3 separate regions of the Mus musculus genome follow, and all the other regions are linked to region 2. Evidence: chromatin contacts called from public HiChIP or PLAC-seq data. All regions are on one chromosome and are shown on one strand. The core of a region is the stretch at or near the end of the contact, and the rest is flanking DNA. Distances in the headings are between cores, read along the strand shown. Region 1 overlaps Wdr25 (WD repeat domain 25). Region 2 has its middle 51 kb from the start of Mir3072. Region 3 has its middle 37 kb from the start of Gm40577.

The links. HiChIP or PLAC-seq counts read pairs in DNA pulled down with a chosen protein or histone mark.
Region 1: a contact with region 2 is called in a CTCF HiChIP or PLAC-seq map of the NIH/3T3 cell line, with 5 read pairs. The contact joins two enhancer-like sites. A contact is called at or near these places in 1 of 15 datasets of contacts at CTCF or cohesin (the NIH/3T3 cell line) and 1 of 115 datasets of contacts at active chromatin or transcription factors (the NIH/3T3 cell line).
Region 3: an H3K27ac HiChIP or PLAC-seq map of the NIH/3T3 cell line shows a contact between it and region 2, with 10 times the contacts expected there. The contact joins two enhancer-like sites. A contact is called at or near these places in 1 of 15 datasets of contacts at CTCF or cohesin (the NIH/3T3 cell line), 3 of 484 Hi-C or Micro-C datasets (the C3H10T1/2 cell line, the MC3T3-E1 cell line and liver) and 4 of 115 datasets of contacts at active chromatin or transcription factors (the NIH/3T3 cell line, embryonic basal ganglia, fibro-adipogenic progenitors and 1 more).

The regions. Positions count from the first base shown.
Region 1 is chr12:108,939,192-108,943,958 of GRCm38.p6, reverse strand. All of the region lies in intron 2 of Wdr25 (WD repeat domain 25), which reads right to left. Among named protein-coding and RNA genes, the nearest start is that of Wdr25, 47 kb to the right of the region's middle. Within about 2 kb of position 1,553, at least 33 of the 459 cell types and tissues checked have an H3K27ac peak or open chromatin away from gene starts, as enhancers often do. A contact at or near this core is called in the NIH/3T3 cell line, where this site is marked.
Region 2 is chr12:109,796,283-109,800,587 of GRCm38.p6, reverse strand. No RefSeq gene overlaps it. Among named protein-coding and RNA genes, the nearest start is that of Mir3072, 51 kb to the right of the region's middle. Within about 2 kb of position 1,502, at least 27 of the 459 cell types and tissues checked have an H3K27ac peak or open chromatin away from gene starts, as enhancers often do. A contact at or near this core is called in the NIH/3T3 cell line, where this site is marked.
Region 3 is chr12:110,378,566-110,382,965 of GRCm38.p6, reverse strand. No RefSeq gene overlaps it. Among named protein-coding and RNA genes, the nearest start is that of Gm40577, 37 kb to the left of the region's middle. Within about 2 kb of position 1,640, at least 91 of the 459 cell types and tissues checked have an H3K27ac peak or open chromatin away from gene starts, as enhancers often do. A contact at or near this core is called in the NIH/3T3 cell line, where this site is marked.

The DNA of each region.
Region 1 (4,767 bases), core at 304-2,803, 860 kb after region 2:
GCCAAGGCTGTGCTCAAACTTGTAATAATCAGCTCTAGTGCACTGGCTAGAGAAAGGGCAAGACAAACATTGCTATGAACATACACTGAGCTGAGTTTCATCTAAGTCAAAGGTTACAATTCCTGTTTCAGAAGTGACAGGGGTGGAGGAGTGTCAGAAGTGGAGGCTCCAACCAGTAGGTCTTGTCCCTAGCCTTCATCTGGTATATTCTTCAGAGTCAGCAGTCAGAGCTCAGGCAGGCTCAGGATAGGAGGTCATCTGCCCCAAGGGCTCCTGGGACTTTGGCAGCTAGGTAGTACCTCTGAGACCAGTTCTATCTCGTTGTTTGTACTCGTTCAGACTCAGTCACAACACAAACTCACTGAGATCCTCTGAGGACCAGGCAATATCTGGGTATGCTTAGGGCCATATCTTTCCCAAATTCCTACACCAGAGTCCTACATGGCTGCATTTAGAATAAGCTGCTAAGGATGTAATTACATGATAGCCTAAGGCTGGGGCCCTGATCCCACAGGGTTCCTATCCTTATAAGAACAACCATTTGACATAGGATGTGAAGCGTGAAACCCCTATACACACACACACATACACGCACACGCACGCACACTCACTGCAAAGGCCTTGTGAGAACATAGCGATCTAGTAGTTTTATACAACAAACAGGGAACCCCTCCTGAGGTCACTTTGATCTCAGACTGCCAGTCTCCAAACGCACATGGTGGAGCCCTGGCTTCCTGAGACTAGGAAGCTGTGTACGTGAAGGGTTGCTGAGGCCTCTCTCACGATGGAGTCTGGCTTACGGGTATCTCCAGAAGAGCTATGCTCTGCTTTGTAAAAGGGACAGGTGGGTTTCTGAAGCCCTATGATGCCCCTATGATGCCCCTAAGACCTGAGAAACTATTCCTTTTCCTGTCTTTCCCTTCAGTCTGCACACCCACCTTAGAGGAGTCTGTTTACCTCACAGAGATGGGTGCACAAGCGGCCTGTGGCCTCTGTTGCATCACTTCTCATCCCCAAGAATGGAGGAGCCAGTGACAAGACAAGTGAGGCCCCTGGAGAAGGGGACAAAGTACCCTGTATGAAGCGCAGGGTCACTGGGATGTATGGCAGGTCCTGCTCTACAGCCCTGACTAAAACTCAGGGGATAAGCCACCTCAAAGTTTCACAAATGAGTGCCTGAGGCAAGGTGGAAAGTTCCCAGTGTCAGCGGCATACTCTGATTCACCAAGGGCAGGATCTGAGAAGGCTGATGGGAAGCGAGGCTGACACGCTTGCTGGAGAAAACTGCATTAGATGAGTCAGAGCGGCTCGGGGGATAATGATGACGCCGACGCCAAAGACACCAAAGGAAGCTTGGTGATACTGCTTTGTGAGAGGTAGGAAGGAAAACAACTCGATTTCATGAAATTAATTCCTATGAGATTTTAAATATGAATGTGCAACTGAATTAAAGTTCTATTCGAAGAATAAAAGTGGAGAAACAGTACTTTGGGAAGAAACGTCTCAGATTTTAAAACACCCTACTTGACAGAGAGAGAGTGCAATGGCTCCTCACAGGGGCAGCTGTGGGGAGGACACCTCCCAGGAAGAAGCCCCAGGCTGCGGCAGCCTCAGCCAGCGAGCCCCAGGATTCTCCTGAGTAGCAAAGGGATGAACTGAGGGTCCAAACAGGCAGCAGGTGACACTCCCACTGAGACCTCTGACTGACCAGCACAGGGTAGAACATTCAGGACTCAGAGAAGCAAACCTGCCTGCCTGCATTCTCCCTATCACTGGCAAAGCCAGTAGCGGTGCTCAGGCCGGCTAACTGATCTACCTCGCTGCCTGAGGCCAGGACCACATAGCCTCTGCCTCCTGTCTTGTGTGGGGTGGAGGGGTGGACCTGAGACCAGGACCACATAGCCTCCACCTCCTTCTTGTGCTGAGCTCTCAACACTTTGCTCATATGCACCAGTGGCTTCAACACTTTGGTTTGAGCACATGACAGATGCTTCCTGAAGGGAAAGTGACCTTAGGGAATGTTCCCAGGAGAACAGTGATCCCTCTCTGGCAGGGGGACCAGGGGAATAAGGGAAGAACACTGGGTCTTCTCAAGAGAACCTCCTACCCTTCAAAGAACCATCAGGATCAGAATGGCAGTCAGAATAGGCACCGGTTGCCTTCCTGGCAGAGAAACTGTCCCAGCACTCTGGGCTGAAAAAGAGAGGCTTGCAGAAGGAGTCCTCCCAGCCTGCCTCTGGGTTTCTTGCATCCATGGAGGTCAGGGTGTCCATGAAACAGTCAGACACCAGGCTTGCCCAGCCTAGCACTCCAGCCAGCTCTCTCACAACAGCACTGGCCCAGACACCCTGAACTTGCACTTTGACCTAGACGAGTTTTCCATGGCCCAGAAAGGATACTAAGTGACAGGATCCATCTACTCAAGAAAATGAGGCCAGGAGCCCTCCCCAGCATCTCCAGCTCAAGCCTGGACTGCCACAGCTAACCTGCAGGGGCAGCACAAGACAGCTCCTTCCTGCAGTATTCACAACACTCCAAACATGTGCCACCTACTGTGATCACACCGGGTACAGCAGTGACTAAGAAACACAGGTCCCTTCCTCAAAATCATCAGGAAATGGTCCAGGTGGCACCTAAGTGCTATGATGGACAGAGGAAACACAGCAGCAGGGAGGTACTGGGGGAGGGGGCCTGGGGAGTCAGGGAGGGATCCTTGGGCAGTGTGCACCTTAGAGGGGTAAGGAAGGACAGACAGGAATACTCAGATGTAGTTGGGAAGACAGAAAGAGACATCCAGGTTATGAAGGAAAAGTCACATAAAGCCTGGCATGATTGTATACATGTGCAATCCCAGGACTTGGAGGGGAAGGCAGAGAGATTAGGGTCAAGGTCAGCCTGGGGAACACTGAATGTGGACACCAGTCAGAGCAACATAAAACTGTATCTTCTGAAAAACTAAACAGCTCAGTAAAGGCTCGTGACACAGCCTCTAGAGGAGCCTGTCCTACATAGCAAATCCCATGTCAGCGATAGCTACACAGTGAGATCCTATCTTGGTGTGTATGCACGAGTGTGTGAGTATTGTGCACATGTGTGCGCAGCAGGGAGGTTAGAGGAGTGCCAAGAAGGATAAGGAAAGGCCTTGGGGGTTCAGAAGAAGTCATGGCTCTGCTCTGGTGGCTGGTGAGGGATGGTCTTTAAAGGAATCGGGCAAGCTTCTAGGTCATCAATACCTGTCACAAGAGAAGCCACCAGGGTAGGTGATAGGTACAGAGTCTCCTAGGATTTGGGTAAGTCAAAACCCAACCCAGGCAGCATAGCCAGGGCATAAGCTGTCTTTGCTTCCTGTGTCCCCAGTGCATGGCACAATGCCTGGTCCAATAAATGAGGCAGAGAGCTACTCTTCTGGGTACAGCAGCATGAGTTAGATGGGGCCTTGGCTCTGGATGGCAGAGGGTCCAGCAGGCCCCAGAACAGGCCAGCTGTGGGACCTGAGGCCAACAGCACTCAAGTCCTCCCTGTCATGCCACACCCAGTAGAGGGCAGGAGAGCACTCAACACGTGCTGGCTGGGGGAGATGCACCCCTTCTTCAGAGAATCTGGAACACACATTTATAACTTCTTATAAGATGGATGTTCACTGCTCTCTGAAAGGGCAATGCCATTCAAAAAAAGTAACCAATAACTCTTCTGAGTTGGAGGCCCATTCTTAGTTAGATTTCTTAAAACCCAGAAAAAGAGAAACAAGGTAAATTGTAATTGCATAAAACAACAACCCTACGAACACAACCCAACATGGGCTCCATTATCTTTTCTACACCGACTGACAGTTTTGCTATGGATTCTTCCAAAAGGCTTAATTTGTGCCTTTAACAGCAAGTTAGTGAGTCAGAAAAAAAATTAACTCTAGCTTAGGTTCATACAGAAAAACTAAGAGACAGCTATCTGTTAATGTCTCAAGTCCCCCACTGGGGGCTCTAGGTGCACATTCACCAGGACACTGTGCAGAAGACAGCCTCACACTCATTTTGTACTTGCATAAATCTAATTTATAAATCTAATCTGTGGTAGAAATGTCCAGAAGGAGGCCTCAGAGGGCCTGGGGTCTAACCCTACCCACCTGCACAGCTCACACGGACAGCCAGCTTCCCAGAGCATGTATCTGCCTGCATATTCTATGCCGTGAATGAGGCTGAAATTGTCTTCATTCTGTCCCTAGCACACAAGAGCTTTGAAAAACAGCCCACAAATTTCAGCCAGGGACACTATTAGATTAACAAAGACCCTTGAAATGAAGCCTGTCATTTTCGAGAACTCCTTCAAAACAAAATCGTGACAGGGCCTTCAAAATCAGCCGGCTGAGTCTGCGTCAACATGAGACCTTGCCCGCCATCATCCGCCTGTGACAGCACTGCCTAATGGGTTTTGTGCGTGGGAGAGCTGAGCTGCCATGGACGTTTACGTGAAATACACAAGCAGGCTCTGGCCTGAGTACCTGCCCCTGTCAAACTTCTTTTGTAATCAGTGGGGAGAGGTGGAAAGGCTCTGGAGACTAACAGATGTAGGTCTTGCTGCTTTCTCTGTGTGTAGTCACCCTGCAGCTGCACCCAAACACCTGCTACATGCCTCCCCACACTAGGTGCTAGGATAGCTGCTGCTCAGACCTGTGAGAAGGAGACAGGACACGCATACTAAAGGAGGTAGGGCAGGAGACCAGCCTCCAAGAATCCAGGACCATCTGAGCCCTGTGAACTGTGAGGCCATATC
Region 2 (4,305 bases), core at 253-2,752:
TTCCGTGCCTCCTGCCATGATGAAAATGGACTAAATCTCTGAACTTATAAGCCTGCTCCAGTTAAATGCTGTCCTTTATAAGAACTGCCTTGGTTTAGGTGTCTCTTCACTGCAGTAAAACCTTGAGACATTACATATGATCCCAAACTGTACAATCACTAGAAGAAAACAAGAGGGAGCAGTTTCCATGACATTGAGATATTTAGCCTTATATAACTTAGAGCACTTTTTTTAGGTAAGGTCTCACTATGCAGCCTTGACTAGCTTGTAACTCACTATTAGGACCAGGCTAGTTTGAAGACATAGAGATCCACCCTTCTTTACCTCCCAAGTGCGAGAATTAAAGGAGTATGCCACCACAGCCAGCAGCTTTGAGAATGAAATATATATATATTTATGTATATAAATATATATATATATAATATATATTTATTTTTAAGCCACATATCATAAGGTTAATATCTAAAGTACATAAGGAACTGAAATAATTCAACCAGGAGAAAACAAAATGCTAATTGTAGAATGAGCGAAGACATTTTTTCTTTAAATTTTTTTCTTTAATAATTTCATATATACATACCAAATGTTAGGTCATACTCACCCCTACCCCACTTCCTGCTTTCCTTCTTCAACTTTCTCAGGACTCCCTCCACATTCCCCTCCCATCTTCATGTCTTCTACACTTTTTAAAATAAGCCACTGAGTCAGTAACAATGCTTGTATGTCCATGGGTACAGGGTATCACCCACTGGTGCATGGGCCACCTATGATGAAACTTGACTGTCCTTCCTACAATGGCCATCAAATAACAATAGCTCCTCCATGTCTATCCATGTAAATGAATAAGTATGATATACCTGTACACAGTGGGCTATCATTCAAACTTTGAAAAGAATGGAATTCAGCCACTTATGACAGGCAGGGTAAGTCTGCAGGAAGCCAGAAACCACAAGATCACATTACAAGTGGCAACCAAGAATATTAACTTTGGATCTGGGAGGATGATGATTCAGTGTGTAAACTATGCAAGCACACTGCTGGGACCCCTCACCATGTGCTTGGGGAAGATTCTTCATTTCTAAATGGGCGCTACTTCCATCTAAGTGAAGCCAATAGAGACCATTCTCCACTCCACCCCTTTGATGGTCTATCAGAGTTCTCTTCACACCATGGGTCCAGGGATGCCCAAGTAGAGCAAGATAAATCTCTTGCCTTGCCACACCCTGCCAGATCCAGTGTGTCCTCACTTCTGCTTCTGCTCACTGAGCACATTTGGATCATGGCTCTCACTGTAGAGCCAGAAGCCCATTGGCCACCAGAAGCCGGGTGTTTGGCAGGCCCAAGTCAGCTCTGGGCAGTAAACACTTCCTACTGGCAGGAGGGGAAAGAAGCTCTGGTCTCAAGGGTCCTTGGTCTCTGCTTCTCTTTGCTGCTCCAAGTAGCCATTGAGGAATCTGGCCACCAAGAATGGGAACTCCCAAGCTGGCAGGACACACCGTCCAGGGGACCCTGGACTCTCCAGTAAGGTACACAGGTCTTGCTTCACTGTTGGGTAATGCTCCGTGGTTATGACCAGGATTTTGCAAGAAGCGATGTTTATGAGATATTTTACCACTGGCAATTTGCTTGTGGTTTTTGGTTGGTGCCAAACCAGTCTCCAAAGACTGGAGTTCTGGAAACACATGGGGGGGGGGGGGTGGCATATGAAACTGAGCCTGCTGCCCTCAGAGCTCAGACTTGAAGCAGAACTCGGTTCATACTGCCTCCTAGGGCATTACTTGGGCATCAAAGATATGTGCAGCAGGGCTCTGGTGCCCTCCATCATAAGTAGGTGCTCTCCACTCTGACCTCCAGCCCAGGTTCAGGCTGTTTGGCTACTGTCACACCTCCCACTTAATATCCTAGCCCCAGGGACCTGAGCTGAGGACCCAGGTCCTAGCTCTCCTCTAGGTCCCCCCATTGCCATTATCTCTAGGCTGTACTTAAGAATTCTTCCAGATACTGCCAGTCTTCCCTGAGTTCTTTCCCTAATATCCCAAGTCTCCACTGGCTTGATCCCTCTTCTTGAAAGGATATCCATTGCCATTGAGACCCTAAGCTATGCTTCATCCTCAGGACCACACCCCTCTGCCTCTACATGAACTATGGCAAAAGTTCCTGCCTGGAATGTTTGTGTCCCCTTTGTGCATCCTCTTCCTTTACCCTCAGAGTCATACCCCAATAGTGTCCAGAGTAGATGCCTTGACAGGAAGCCCAGAACATGTTGCAAGCCTCCATGGATCCTACCCTTTCTCAGCCCTTTCTCTCATGAATATACCTCCCCTGACTCCAACACCCTAGCCAGTCCCTCAAGCCTCTAGGGATATCCTCCAGAGCCTTCTGTCCTGCAAGTTTGCCATTCCAGCCTGCCCAGGCTTGGCTATGGTCACTGGAGTGGGTTGCACAGTTCTAGGTCCCAACAAATGCCATGAGTCCCCTTGGCCAGAAAGTGATTGTTTCCATGGTGATCACTGTGCTGCTTTGAGTTTGAAATGCCCACCATAGGCTCAGGCATTCAAACACTTGCTGCCCAGTTGGTGGTGCTGTATGGGGAGCTTTAAGTGGTACAGTCTTGCTGGAGGTGCATCACCAGGGCTGGGTTTTTCAGAGGTCTTAGCTTTATACTACCACCCACTCATTCTGTCCCATGCCTGTTTGAAATGCAATCTTTCAGCTTCCTGATCTGTCTGTCTTCTGTGTCTACCAACATGGGCTCCAACTCTCTGAAACTTTAAGCCAAAATAGAGTCTTCAGTAAGACACCTTTGGTTCTGGTGTTTTATTACAGCAGCAGAAAAGTAATTCATACAACCATCCAGCGTCACTGGCCTTCCAGAACTACATGTATCCCAAAGTATATGCTACAAGGACTGATAAGTCCAGGGTCTCTGCCTCCAGGTTTGTGTCCTGCAGCTGCTTGGTATGGGACTGTCTGTGCGGAGCCCTGACTTGAGACCAGTGTACTCACTGAGAATCAGCTGACTCTCAACAATAATGCTAGAGCACGCATGGATAGAAGGTACCCTTTACCATGGAAATCCACATGGAGAAAAAGGAATTTGCCCCTCATCTTACTCCATATATAAAACCAGCTCAAATTGATTAAAGACTCAACTTTATATTTTAAACTATAAAGCTACTAAAAGTAAACAAAGGGAATTTGGTGAGCTGAGCAAGAATGGCCCCCAAATACACATATATTTGAATGCTTAGTCACCAAAGAGTAGAATTGTTTGAAATAGATTAGAGAGAGTAGGAGGTGTGGCCTATTAGAACAGGTATGGACTAACTCTCTAAAACTACAAGCAAGCTCTCAGTTAAATGCTTTCTTTTATAAGACTTGCCTTGGCCATGGTGTCTCTTCATGGCAATAGAAAGGGAACTAAGGCAGAGAAGAACTTCATGACATCAATCTGGGCAGTGATGTTTTTTTTGGATTTGACCCCTAAGAGCACAAACAAGAGGTGAAAGTAGACAAGTAGTATTGTCAAAGGTCATCAGCAAAGGTGGCCTTATAGTACGGGAGCAGAAGTGAGATGACAGCTATAAACCATGCTCAACAGGTTAGTACAAAAAGCCAGAGAAAGGATTCATATAACTCAATGGCCAGGGAAAGCCCAATTAAAAATGGACAAAGTGAGTCCACTTGGGGCACAGCCAAAGGTGTATTGCCTGCTGTCCTCTCATCTCTATTGTCTGGTACATGGCTCACCCTGCCATCCCAAGGAGCCTTTTGGGGTCCCAGGAGGATTAGGCTTAGATCTCTCCCCAACCACGCCCCTAACAGCCAGGTCCAGCTGGAAAATAGCCAGCAAATGTGACTAGCATCCTGCTCCCTGAGATCTATCATCAGGCTCTCTGCCTGCCTCCTACTGAGAAGTCCTACTGGCATCAGGAACATCTAATCAACATCAGGGGCAACCAAATGGCTAAAGGGGAGTGTAAGAACACAATCAAAAAGAGCCAGGACAATATGATAACACTAGACCCCAGCAATAATGCTAGAGCAAGCCCTGGACACCCTAACACTGGTGAAACACAAGAAGATGACCTTAAACCCAGTCTTATGAAGATAAGAGAGGCCTTTGAAGAGGAAACGAATAAATCCCTTAAAGAAATACAGGAAAATACAATCAAATAGGTGAAAGAGATGAACAAAACTGTGCAATAACTGAAAATAGAAATAGAAGCAATAAAGAAAACACAAAATGAAATCATCCTGGAGATAAAAAACAAAACAAACAAACAAACAAACAAAAACCCAAAA
Region 3 (4,400 bases), core at 391-2,890, 580 kb before region 2:
CTCTCTTTTTTAAATTTTAAATTATTTATTTATTTTATTTATACGAGTACATAGTTGTTGTCTTCAGACACACCAGAAGAGGGCATCAGATCCCATTACAGATGGTTGTGAGCCACCATGTGGTTCCTGGGAATTGAACTCAGGACCTCTGGAAGAGCAGTCAGTGCTCTTAACTGCTGAGCCATATCTCCAGCCCCAATTTCATCCCTTTTAGAGCCGAGGAATAGTCTCCTGGGTAGGTCCGCCATGTTTTCCATGTCTGAGCACTGGTTACTTGGGGTGGGTACTTCTACAACAAACATGGGAGTGCAGGTAGGTGTCCTGTTTTTCTAATACATGATTTAATTATTTTTAAGATTAGAATATAATTACATTATTTCTACCCTTCCTCTTGCTCTCTCCAGTCCCTCCCATGTCCCCTTCCTTGTTCCTTGTCAAATTCATGGTCTCTTCTCCTTTAATTGTCATTCCTACCCCCTTATACACACACACACACACACACACACACACACACACACACACACACACCCTTTAGTGTATGTTCAATTTCAGGGCTGACCACTTGGTATTGGATAACCAGTTGGGCCTCATTCCTGAACCCTTGGCGCTCTGTGTAGGGGTGCAGCCCTGTGAGATTTCCCTCTTCCTGTACTTATCCAGGGCAGCCATATTGTTGAGGTATCATGAGTAAACTTTGTTATTTCTAGTGGACACAATCTCACAGCTGACTTTCTGGTCTTCTGGAAAACTGCAATCTTTCTGTTCTCTCTTTTGTAAAGTTTCCCCAAGCCTTAGGTGAAGGAACTGTAGTGCTGATGTACCAACCGGGGCAGTGCCCTGCTGGCTTGTTCTCTGCATTCTGAGCAGCTGTGGTTTTCTGTAATGGTCTCTGTTGTACAGAGGCGTGTAGGTGTCTTTTTGGTGTCGTGTATTCATTTCCTTTGGGTTGCTGGCTTATATGCCAGTTCTATGTATCATGTTTCGAATATCCATAATGGCTGTTGATTTGTTTCCGTGGACAGACAGGCAATATGCACTTTTGGGAACAAACTGTGGTGGGGGACACATTGCAGACAGGTATAGGGGGCCAGAGGCCAACCTTTGGGGTCAACAAAGAGCTGTTGAGTCAGCCCACCTTGGAACCTACTCTGCTGCTGGGCTTCCTACTGAATAAAATGACACCCATAGGCGCCTTGTGAGCTTGGATTAGCTTAGCTCCTGTTCTCTGTAGTGAGTCTCCCCCTGGGGCGCGGGGGGTGATCCTCCCTGATCAGCGACTGCAGAGATGGGTGGACAAGGAGCTTAAGAATGGATTGGGATCAAAGAGTTATGTGGAAAGAGGGCTGGGGGTGAAGGGGCCTTGGGCTGGCAGTCAACAGCAGGCAGGGCAGGAAGTACTGTTTTTCCAGCCAGAGCCGGAGGGAACCAGTCTTGCAAAGCTGTGCGATGACTCAGAAGGGAGGACAGTGTCGTGTGGGGGCGGGAGGCAGAGTGATCACTTTCCCCGCCGACAGGCTTCATCTTCAGAACATTCGATCAGAGGTGAGTGATCGTGGGCGTTAAATGCTCACCTTTAAAGGTCAACACGGCAGACAGCCGGCCTCGTGGCCCAGACGTGTGCCTTGGGTAACCGCAGTGGAACTCATTAACTTGTCACCACGGTCCTGGAGCTGTCAGATGGCCTTCCTTAGGAGGTGCTTTATCCCCAACCCCTCCCACGCTGGCCAGCCCGAAGTACCAAGTCACACAGCCCACAGAGCAGGGAGCTGAGGGAGGACATGGTCAGGCCCCCACCTGATGCTATCATCCCCAGTCTGAAGGGCAAATGGCAAGAGAATGCATGCACTGAGCACTTCTGTATGTGACACCCTGCCTGGAAGTACTTAATGCTTAGTTCTAGTCAAAGGAAGGGAGTCTTGGAGAATTGGGGATCACTCAGATGTCAGGCTCTTAGGGATCCACTAAAAAGTGTTAACCTACCTGGGGACATCAAGCTAGGTCCTGGGATGGTCTCTGACTCCTGCAGAGACCATCGCGTGAAGTGAAGCAGGCTACATCATAACACAGCGTCAGGGGCTCGGAGAGAAGAGCTGAGACCCACTCGCCTCTGCTTTCTCTTCTCAACTCTGTTCCCTGCACAAATCCACTTCCCCAAATATTTATTGAGTGTCTATTAAGCCCAAGTACTGTTACCTCCCAGCTCAGGGCAATCTCTGCCTTCTAGGGTACACAGTCTGAAAAGAGACATCATGGGTGGGACATCATGCAGGGACAGAGATGCCTGGATGGGGGACTGGGGAACATGAAGGGACAGTCAGGAAGGGACAGAGATCTGACTGCAGAAGAGAGAGAAGGATCCCACGACTCCTTTAAGGCCTGTCAGAGTTCCAGAGATGACCAAGGACCTGGGCCCGGGTAGGGCACTCACGTGTGGGGGCTGTCTGCCTTCAGGGACCCCACAGCTAGGCCACCCGAGAACCCCTGGTGTCCATCCATCCATGGGATGTCTCTGTGTGGAGTGGTGGGCCCACCAGAAGGCATGGCCTCTGAGACTTTCTGGGGTGTCCCCCTCTAGTCACTTCAGATTTAGCCCGGCTATACCCCCGACCAATTTTTCTCTCCAAGTATGTGGCAGGGTGGGGAGTCCACTTCCTGAAGGTCCTGAGTTGCTGGGGTTTGAGCAGGGTGAGGGCGAGGTGCTTTTCTAGGGCGGCCAGCTTCTGTCTGGTTCTATACCCGCCGCGGTCTTATGGGAAGACTCCAGTCCTCAGCACACAGTGTAGACATGGAGTTTCAACCCAGCGGACTCTGACCACCACCCTGCTTGAGGCCGTTCAGTGCCATGCCTCGCATGCTCTTAAGAAAATGATCAAAACCTTCAACAAGGCTCTGCTTAGTGTGCTCACACAGCATCGTCCCAACTGCTCTGAATTAATCACTGCTCCCAACCGCCTCGGATTAATCGGGTGTGAGTGTTGGCTTAATCTCCTCTCCATTGGAGTCTAGCTGGCACTGCGGTACCCCTGGAGCTGTGCAGTGACATGTTTATATGTAGAAAATTAAGCAAATAATAAAAACAGCTGGCACTGGGGTGTTATTATCTCCGAGTTCACAAGCTCCATGTTTTGCATACATTAACTTCAACCCTCAAACACCGAGGCAGCTGCTGCCGGCATTGTACAGGTGAGAAGCCCGAAGCAGCGAGGTCAGGTGACTTGTCCCAAGGTGTTCAGGAAGGGATCGGAGCCAAGCAGCCAGTCCCAGCAACATGTTCAGAAACAAGAGATGCATTACTGATTCATTGTATGAGTGGGGAAAAAAAAGGCAGACAACTTTTTAAAGGTGAGAGAAATCCCCCAGAAAGGAACGTCATTAGCATTTTATGTCATTTTTCCTCGGCATACGTTAGGTACAGCCTTAGATGTAGCCATGTTTTTGGAACCTGATGGTGTTCACTCCACGGTGCTTTGCTGTCTGCTTTTTTTTTTTTTGGTTTTTCGAGACAGGGTTTCTCTGTGTAGCCCTGGCTGTCCTGGAACTCACCCTGTAGACCAGGCTGGCCTTGAACTCAGAGATCTGCCTGCTTTTGCCTTCCAAGTGCTAGGATTAAAGGTGTGCACCACCACTGCCCAGCTTCTGTTTGCTTTTTTTTTATTGACAGCCATCTGAGACACTTTCACACAGTGCCTGATTGATTTATCTGTATCTTTTTTAAAAAAATATTTATTTATTTATTTATTAAATGTAAGTACACTGTAGCTGTCTTCAGACACTCCAGAAGAGGGCATCAGATTTTGTTACGGATGGTTGTGAGCCACCATGTGGTTGCTGAGATTTGAACTCAGGACTTTTGGAAGAGCAGTCGGCACTCTTAACCGCTGAGCCATCTCACCAGCCTCCGATTTATCTGTATCTTATGTGTGTGAGTGCTTTGCACTCATGTGTGAACATGTGTACCATGGGTGTGTGTGTGCGCAGAAGAAGACTGGATCCCTGGACCTGGAATTACACATGGTTCAGAGCTGCCATGAGGGTGCTGGGAATCGAACCAGGTCCTCTGGAAGAGCAGCCAGTGTGCTTAACCGCTGAGCCATCCCTGTGTATTTATTCATATTCTAGGGCATGGCTGAAGCAGAGATTGTACAGTTTAACCCCCTTTGCTCCTGTAAGGCCCTTTCTGCTTTGTCCATGTACAATACCAAATTATCAGACGAGGAACTGTCTTTATTATTAATATCGATTCCCAGAAGTAATTTCTAGGACAAAGGTCATGCAGGGTTTTTAAGACGGCCAATGGGTGTAATGGCTCCCAGGAAGGGGAAAGGGAGATGCATTCTCAAGTGGTGGAATTCAACAGACCCACACGTGACACCCCTCATCTACCTGGATGGGGGTCCTTG